3 separate regions of the Mus musculus genome follow, and all the other regions are linked to region 2. Evidence: chromatin contacts called from public HiChIP or PLAC-seq data. All regions are on one chromosome and are shown on one strand. The core of a region is the stretch at or near the end of the contact, and the rest is flanking DNA. Distances in the headings are between cores, read along the strand shown.

The links. HiChIP or PLAC-seq counts read pairs in DNA pulled down with a chosen protein or histone mark.
Region 1: an H3K4me3 HiChIP or PLAC-seq map of bone marrow-derived macrophages shows a contact between it and region 2, with 6 times the contacts expected there. The contact joins the promoter of Pik3cg here to the promoter of 4933406C10Rik in region 2. A contact is called at or near these places in 1 of 39 promoter capture datasets (pre-B cells), 1 of 115 datasets of contacts at active chromatin or transcription factors (bone marrow-derived macrophages) and 1 of 9 other capture datasets (adipose tissue).
Region 3: a contact with region 2 is called in an H3K4me3 HiChIP or PLAC-seq map of the 230-238 cell line, with 9 read pairs. The contact joins the enhancer-like site here to the promoter of 4933406C10Rik in region 2. A contact is called at or near these places in 3 of 39 promoter capture datasets (hippocampal neurons, liver and pre-B cells), 2 of 115 datasets of contacts at active chromatin or transcription factors (the 230-238 cell line and bone marrow-derived macrophages) and 1 of 9 other capture datasets (adipose tissue).

The regions. Positions count from the first base shown.
Region 1 is chr12:32,207,322-32,210,021 of GRCm38.p6, forward strand. Pik3cg (phosphatidylinositol-4,5-bisphosphate 3-kinase catalytic subunit gamma) reads right to left here and starts at 1,338. Exons shown (of 11, transcript NM_001146200.2): 1 at 1,197-1,338.
Region 2 is chr12:32,952,271-32,955,291 of GRCm38.p6, forward strand. It overlaps 4933406C10Rik (RIKEN cDNA 4933406C10 gene), which reads right to left and starts at 1,519. Exons shown (of 6, transcript NR_044986.1): 1 at 1,235-1,519; 2 at 928-1,101. It overlaps Sypl (synaptophysin-like protein), which reads left to right and starts at 1,916. Exons shown (of 5, transcript NM_198710.3): 1 at 1,916-2,089. The coding sequence starts at 2,021.
Region 3 is chr12:32,304,920-32,307,871 of GRCm38.p6, forward strand. No RefSeq gene overlaps it. Among named protein-coding and RNA genes, the nearest start is that of Gm33308, 60 kb to the left of the region's middle. Within about 2 kb of position 1,677, at least 81 of the 459 cell types and tissues checked have an H3K27ac peak or open chromatin away from gene starts, as enhancers often do. A contact at or near this core is called in the 230-238 cell line, adipose tissue, bone marrow-derived macrophages and 1 more, where this site is marked.

The sequences.
Region 1 (2,700 bases), core at 88-2,587, 750 kb before region 2:
TAACTGAGCCAGTTGGTTTGGCCTGCCTCTGCTTTAGAGGGGACACAGTAGAAGACGTGATTCCTGCCCTCCCATGACCCGAAACAATAATTCAGTTTCCTTATGTCCTAATATTTTCATCTCCATAGCAGGAATTTACAAATTTGTTCCCATCATATTACCTATATTTAGGTATTTGCCCTCTACAAGGTATTTAAGCATAACTATGAACCCATCAACTAATGACTGAAATGCTCAGAGTTCCAAAACTAAAAAATAATCCATAAAAATGATTCATAAAAATTTTGATTTTAATATTTAACATTGCTACATTGGTACTACATTATATTCTAAACCACATTCAAATATTGAAACAAAATATTTCAGAAAATATCATTTACTCTCTAATTGATGTTAATGAGATCCATAATTAGTTTTTCCTGAAGAACAGTGGAGTGTTAATTATATACCCCAAAGGAGATCTTGATTAAAAGCTATAAAAGACAAGTTACATTGGATCTCAACTTATGTACAATTCTTGGGTTAAACTATTTTAAAAGTCAATTCTCCCTCCTTTTAAAATATAATGAAGCTATACTTAGTAAATAAATGAAACCAACTGTCCCAAACAACTGTTGCTTGGTAGCTTAAAGCATTCACTTTGGTCTTTTGGTATAGTATAGAATAACCAACAAAGAAAAGAACCATAAACTATTTTGATACTGACATGAACTTAAAATAAAACATGTCCAAATTTAAGCATACAAATATAACTCAGTTATCTGCCTCAGTGACAGCAGGAACTCACGCTATATAGCACGATACAAGGTACAGAAGAGAAAAGGCTGACCAAATACTCACTGGGTTTCCTCATGGCTGGGACTAAGTAGCTTTGTCCTCTTACAAAAACACTGTCTGGACAGAATTCCCAAGCAAGCACTTGGTCGACTCTGGAGCCTGTCCGTCACGGGCTCTGTGGCCGCCCCTTTCCGCACAAACAAAAACAGAAAGAACTAGTGCACCTGCAAGCCCTTGCTGGACGGAACTTTGTGGATGTACACAGTCTAAGCGCGCCGAGACAAGGAAACTCAGACGCTCGGGGGTTGGCTCAGCTTGAACCGGCAATGGATCCAGACAAAAAGATTCTAGCTGAGAAGGAAGGTGTTACTGTTCCAAGTCATACCAAGCAAAGAGCAAACAACAGAAAGCAGTCGTACCTGAGGCAGCCCTGGAGGTGATGCGGAGGAGGATCATTTGTTTACTTTAGGAAAAAAAAAAAAAAAACGAATCTAGACCTACCCGGGGCACCTCGTCTCTTCCTCTTTTCTGGGGCTCCCTTCATATCCAGATGCAGAGGAAGTGTTGCAGTTACCAGGAAGGAAGTTTTAACCAAGTTGATTATACATGTGATTGCTCATTTTAAAAGTGTCAGAAATGCATTTCCTGCTGAAGCACACACAGAGCAGAGCGGAACAGAGAACGGTGTTTGCCTTACTATTTCTCTCACTCTTTGAATTAACTCTTCAAAGATTGTGAGAGACTCAGACAAACCAAAAATATACCCAAGGCATAAACAAATGAAGCGTGTGTGTAGCTAGCAATAAGTAGAAGAAAGGGCTGCGTAGCCACAGTATTGGATTGCTTGTAGTGAAATCTATTTCCCTTTGAGAATTCGAATAAGCCCTAGTGTGTGTGTGTGTGTGTGTGTGTGTGTGTGTGTGTTGTAACTGTGGACTGTTGGGCTCAGTCTGGATGCTTGCAAGAGCAAAGCCTGGGAACTCACTTCCTTACATTGGTGAGACCTCCCCCTGCCTCCCTTCTAGACCATTCAAGTCTCAAAATATCACAAACTGAAAGTCCTGCAGCATGCAATGTGTGTGCCTGTTGCTGATATGCTGAGTGTGTGTGTGTGTGTGTGTGTGTGTGTGTGTGAAAATGAATTAGTCAGACAAAACAGGAGGACATTGCTCTCCTGGCGACATTAGGGAGCTAGAAACTGCCTGCTCCAGGCAGGTAATCACTGAGAGATGGCTTCCAGTTTCCACAGGCTTGGAGAACAGGGAGGAGGCAGGCTCTGAATTCTTCTTAAAGCAGTCCTATATTTTCCAAGTAACCTCAATTCCTTCTACAACCCTAAGCATAGCCAGTCGTCCCCTGTTCCAGGGGTCTCTATACCAGGGCTTATTCTCCCCCACTAGGCTGTCAAGGATTCCAGCTGGAACAGCAAGAAGGATAGAGGAGCCTCACACAGCCCTCCGAAGCACAGCCTCATGAGTTTCTTTGAGCTTCGTGGATATTGAGATAGAGTCTCTGACCTGTTCTATTTCCTCTCACACAGTCCTTGTGATGGTTCGTACAGATTGTAAACGTGACAGGATCTGGAATCTAAGAGACAAATCTCTGTGCATCCCTATAAGCCTGTCTCTAGACTGGCTTAGGTGAAGTATATAAAGGTCCACTCTAAACATGGGAGCTGCAGTTCTGGATGGGAGAAAGCCAGAGAACGGCAGGCCCTGTTCATCTGCTTCCTGATGGCAGATGCAATGTTAGCAGCTGCTCTATGATCCTGCCGGCATGACTTTCCTGCCACGATGCACTGTACCCTCAAATTGGGAACCAAAATAACTCCCGTTCTGCCTTAAATTGCTTCTGTTGGATGCTTTGTCACAGCAACAAGGAAAACAGTACATAAAAGATAAAGTCCTTTGGGTCTTAGCTTTA
Region 2 (3,021 bases), core at 269-2,768:
GCTCTTAGGTGGTCTTGCCTACTTTTAGTAGTGCAGGATAAGATGACACAGAACAGAAAGCAGCAGAGACTGGAAAGCAGTGGCGGCAAAATGGCACACACAGAAGTAGCAGGTACCCTGTGTCTAAGGCGGCAGAAGTGAACAGTCCTAGCAGCTGAGGTAGAGAGCCAAGACTAACGGATAAAACCTTATAATCAGCCAGAGAAGAGCAAGGGCAGGCCCTGGCACCACAAGAGCTCCAGATAGCTGTTAAGCCTTCAGGGCCAAAGGTCTCATCCTGGGCCAAGAGCTGCCAAGGGTTGAGGAACCCCAGTGTTCTAGACTTACAAACCGGAACATTTGTAAGGTTGAGTTATGAGGGCTGCAACACTAGAGGGTGCCACTTGCTGCTGCTTCTGTCGGGATTCAGCCACCACTCACTGCTGCCTGACAGAAATGAAGGCTACAAGAGACCAGCTCCTCACTTGCTTCCCCTGCCTATCCTTCCCACAATTCCTATCCAACTGTGCAGTCAAGCAAACCTCAGCCAGCTGCCTGGTGACAGGACTACAGGAACAAACCATGGGAGTACAAATTGTTTCAGACCTCTCAGCTCTATAAAGTTGCAAGATGAGCATTATCCCATCCTGTTAGCATCTATTTCATTTTGAAATTACATTGAATATATTTTTGGCTATTTTGTATAATTCTACTTTGAATACTTTTTCCTTTGAAGCACAGCTAAGTGATTTACTTGTGGGTTCCTATCCAACAGGTCTCAGCAGAAAATAACTTTTTTTTTTTAAGACTTAAAGAGAAATGCTGAGTGGAATACACGGAAATAAGAGTGAAGGAAGGAGGAAGTGTTAGCTTGGTAGTAACTGTTCATGGGTAGTGGTCAGTTCTAATGGAATACTCCACTGACATTTAGGAAATATAAATAAGTACCTGGGAGCTGGAACTAGGATCCTCTGTGGCAAAGATCTTCCTTCGATGTTGGTGTTATCTCACCATGCATGAAGACAGGCCACTATCCCAACCCTCCAAAAAAGGCCAGGCACAAGGAAGCCAGAGAAGAGATGTCTAGATTGGTCCCATTCTGGTGGCAGGAGGGAGTGTTCCCTAAGACAAATCATGAAAGATGAGTTAACTTGACCCCCCCCCACTCCCCCGCCCCCCCCCAAAAAAAAACGGCACGAAATACAGGCCTCGCCAAACGGGGATAGAGGTGGAGAGATGAGTTGTCCTGTGAGACCTGTCAAGCCATGATCTCAAATGGGTGGTCTTTCTCCTACTCTGGCTCCAACAACTTTGCGATGTCTGCGGAAATGTTTGGTGAATCATACGTTCAAGCACCCTTACATAAGGCAGGTTCGCCAGACGGCCGCAGTTTTGCAATAACTATGACTTTAAGGGCCCTGAACACGAGCTTTGAAGTGAGGCTTTGTCTGTGTACACACTTGACACATTTGCCCAAAAGTTCAGAGCACTGGGAAGAAAACGGGCCGTTGTGAGGGCGGGCAGTCACAGCCACAAAAGGGCATAGCAACCAGAACGCCACCGAGGTGGAGGGCCGTGCTGCGCAGGCGCAGCTGTCCCCCGACCCCACCCACCCCCGTCGCGCGCTCGCAAAGGCCGGAAAAGAGTCTGGGGCCTAGGGAGCGCGCGTGCGCGTTAGAGACAGAGCTAGGCTTTGGGGAAGGGGGCGCGGCACACGCATGGCTTCCAAAGCCAACATGGTTCGTCAGCGGTTCAGCCGGCTGAGTCAGGTGCGGCCGGGGGAGGAGCCAGCCCTTCCCAGTCCCTCCTCGGCCTGGTCTCGGCTCGCCCTCTCTGTCTCCTGGGCGCGGACTCAACGGCCGCCCGGCCCCGCCTTAAAGGCCAGGCCGTCCCGCCCCGATGCCCCTTCGTCCCCACCCCTCCGGCCCCGCCCCCAGCCCCGCCGGCTCCGCCTCCCGCTCTCGCCGCGGAGTCGCTCCGGTCTCGCCGCTCCCCTCCTCCGCCCCGCGTCCTGACTCTCTTCCCTCCTTTCCCTCAGAGGATGTCCGCCTTCCAGATCAACCTCAACCCGCTCAAGGAGCCGCTCGGCTTCATCAAGATCCTCGAGTGGGTGAGTGCAGCTTGCGACGCCGACCTCGCCCGGTCCAGCGCGGGGCGCCTTGCCGGGAGGCGGGGACGCGGTCGTGAGGGAGTCCCCCACGCTCGAAGGCCGCGGGGCGGAGATGGCGGCCGGCGTCGAGTCGAGTCGCCGGTGTGGGCGGCTTCTCCCGGCCGCCCCTAGCCGCGGAGGCGTGGAAGCTCGCTCGCTTTTTTTTCTCAGGCTCCACTGCCATCCGCAAAGGAAGACAGGATTTCCTGCTGCGGTCCAACTGATACCGACCGCCCGGAGGCCCGCGGCTTCCGCGGGCGAGGCTAGACCTGGGTTGCGCCCTTCGCTGGCGGCGGGTATGGGCTCCTGTTAAAAATAGTGTGTGTCAGAGAAGCCGAGGCAAAGCCCTTGCCCCGACGCATTAAATTGTCGGCCCATTTAACGCCTGGCCTGGACGTCGAGATTGTTTATAGCAACATCCTGCTTGGAAAGTCAGCTTTCTGCCCTTTCCTGCCAAGCAATCATTAACATCAAAGGAGACTTACAAGTTAGACCTTGTCACGTGCAGCTAGTTTATCAAGCTCTGCGATTTTCCTTCAAACTTAGCGGCCCACTATAGTTGGGTGCTGACTTGAAGAGTTAATGTAAGCACTTGGCATTTATTTGCCCCGTGTGCAGTCAGGTAGTGTTTCGTAGCCGATAACGTTTAATTCCTTCACAGTTCATGTTGAGGGTGAAAAATAAGAACTCTCCGGTTTCGTGCGTGTGTTTTAACGAAGAGCTTGAAGTTCTCCGATGACTGATGACTGCTCGCTCTGATTTTTGTATTTACACTTTATGCCTTCAATTTTGTGAAAACTGAAATGCTGCTCTTGCAACTGGCAAAAGACACGTGACTTTCTGTGCAACCCTAAGTTTAGAAGAAGGTTGTTATTTTAATTCCAAAAGTCATA
Region 3 (2,952 bases), core at 427-2,926, 650 kb before region 2:
CATCGTGAGACTATGTCTTAAAAAACAAAAACAAAAACAAAAACAGTGGGGAAAGGATGGATAAGCTGAGGCCATGATCATTTGCTAAAGATGCGTGACCTGCTGCCATTTTGGATAAATTAATGTTTTCAGTTAAACAGGCATTCAAAAACCCTCATGCTTCTCAGTGTCTCCACCAGAACCGCAGACTTACTGGGACACTTATGAAAAAGCAGAAAGTGCAGATTATATGATGCTTTGTCAAATACTGTAGAGAGAAAGGGAAAAGTTGCTCCCATTGGGAACAGGAAAACATACGGGACTTTTTTATTTTTTATTTTTTTGTTATAGCATCATAATGTACAAGAAACCAGCAGTGGTTTGCCTTTCACTCTGATGGTGAATAGTCTTGATTGTGTTCTCATGCCTGTATCAGTTTTTTTTACTGTTGAGTTGTAAGAACTTTTTATATATTATAGATATGAGTTCTTTTTGCTAGATAAATGATTTGCAGACTTTTCCTCCCATTCTATGAATTGTCTTTTACTTTCTTTATTGCGTACATTGACAGGCCCATTTCCCCTTTAAATTCTGTAGTATCCATTTAGATAGTTTTCTTCTATTAACTGTACTTTTGATAGTATAGCTAAGAATCCATTGCTTCAACCAAGGTCTATGGTTATACTTTTCTTCTAAGAAGTCTATGCTTTTAGAATGGGGTCTTTGATTTTGTTTGAGTTAACTTTTGTATGTAGCGTGAGCTAGGATATGACTTCATGTTTTAAAAAATGCAAATTGCCAAAGCTACTTATTCAACAGACTTTTCTTTTCTAATAAAGTTTCTCGGCTGTGTTGAGAATCAACTGACAATAAAGGTAAGAGTCTATTCTTCGGCTCTCGATTCTACCCCATTGATCTCTGAGCCTGACCTTGACCAACCCACACTGTATAGATCACTGGACTTTCTCAGTAAGTTCTGAAATTGGGAAATGCAAGTCTTCTGATCATGTTCCTCCTTTGCAAACTCATGTAGGTCCCTGGGGCTCTTGTATTTGCATATGAAGTTTAGGGTTAGATTTCTATTTCTTTTTAAAGACGTGGTGTAGAATCTACAGATAAATTTGCACAGTGGTGCCTCGGAAATTCTGTAAAGTCTTCTGCTCCATGAGCATGGGCAGGCCAGGCACACATATGAGAGCTAATACAATGGTGTTGGATTTTTGCAAAATAAAAAGCTTTCTTGTCATCTGGTCAAGTGATCAGCAGACAAAAGCTCAAAACATCCTCCTTGATCAGTTGGCAGAGGACATTATAGAGAGAGAGCAGGGGGAAATCTGCTTACTGGTTGGACGACAGGAAAGGACACATTTCTTTTTGCTTTTGGTCACAGTGTTTTATCACAGCAACAGAAAGCAAGCCGAGATACTCATATAGTAAGCATAGCGCTGGATTTGCGAGTTCAGTTTCAGGGAAGGATATTTTGGGTTGAAGCCTGTCCCAGTTTCATTTCTATTTCCGTGATAAACACCACGACCAAAAGCAACTTGCAAAGGAAAGGGTCTGTTTTGTCTTACAGCTTACAGTCTACCATGAAAGGAAGTTAAGACAGGAACCTAAAGGCAGCAGTGGAGCAGAGGATGGAGGGTGATTCATGGTTTGCTCAACCTGCTTACACAACCCAAGACCATCTGCCCAGGGCTGGCACCACCTCCAGTGTGCTTGGCCTTCCCATATCAATCATTAATCCAGAAAATGACCAAAGACTTCCACTCTGAGGAAAGCATTTTCTCAACTGGGGTTCTCTCTTCCCAGTTAACACTAGCTTGGGTCAAACAAAGAACTAGCCACTACAAAGCTCATACTGAGTTCTTCATTCCTGTTTCATCATTAATAAAGTTCATATTTGAAAGCTATCAGCTCATGAGTATGTTTCCAGTTTGGAAGAATACAGTGGAAGTGATGAGGGAGGTGAATAACTGAGCTTGCCCACACTCCAACGCCTGTAAGTGGAGGGACCCAAGTGCAAAGCGAGGTCAACACTTTTGATTTCGGCTATAGAGGTGAAAGGTAAGTTACTCCTACAAGAAGCCTGCTACCTATGTGTGAGTCCTTCCTGCCATATGAGAACACTCAGGTCCTTCATTCCTAAGAGGAAGCCAAACTATCCTTCTCATTGACTTCTTTAAATTTTTATTTGTGTGTATGTGTGTGTGTGCGTGTGTGTGTGTGTGTGTGTGTGTGTGTGTGTGTGTGTGCTTTGTGTGACAGAATTTTCCTGGCTTATATGCCATAAACATTTCTACTTATTCCAGAAAGAGGGGCCATAACAGATCAAACTAACGACTCCAGCTCTGTCCTAGTTGGTGGGAAACGAGTTGCAGTAAGGCCATGGTCAGTAACAGGAGTGTGGGTGAGAGGTTACTGACCTGGAGCAGGGCTTGTACAAAAAGAGCTGCATCATGGGAAAGCCTGCCTTGAGAGAGATAAGATGCCCCTAAACTACAACCCTGGGGCTCTTTAAGCAGCTTGCAGGTCATTTCGCAATCTGAACAGGTGACTTTCTTCCCACTGTTTTGAGGCTCGGTCTCCACTCCCAGCAACTGCTTCCTCCCTTTTACACTGTGGGCTAGCAACCTTCAGGAACCTTCTAAGCTTCTGTATCACCCGACCTTTGGTTTACCGCATGAGGCTGGAGGAGGAAACATTTCAATCTGAAGGAAATTACAATGACCCCGGTGCTGGTGTGCTTGCTCACTGGATGTGTGGAGGTCAAAGGTTGACATAGGGTGTGCTCCGTCTTGTCTCACATTCTTATTGTTTTATTTTGAGACAGGGTCTCTTGCTGGGCTGGGGCTCACTGTCGGCTAGATTGGCTGGCAAGTGAGCTTATCTCTCGATTCCACCAGGCTCTGGGGTTACAGATACACACTGCCACACCTAACTTTTACATGGGTTCTGAGGATCAGAACTGGC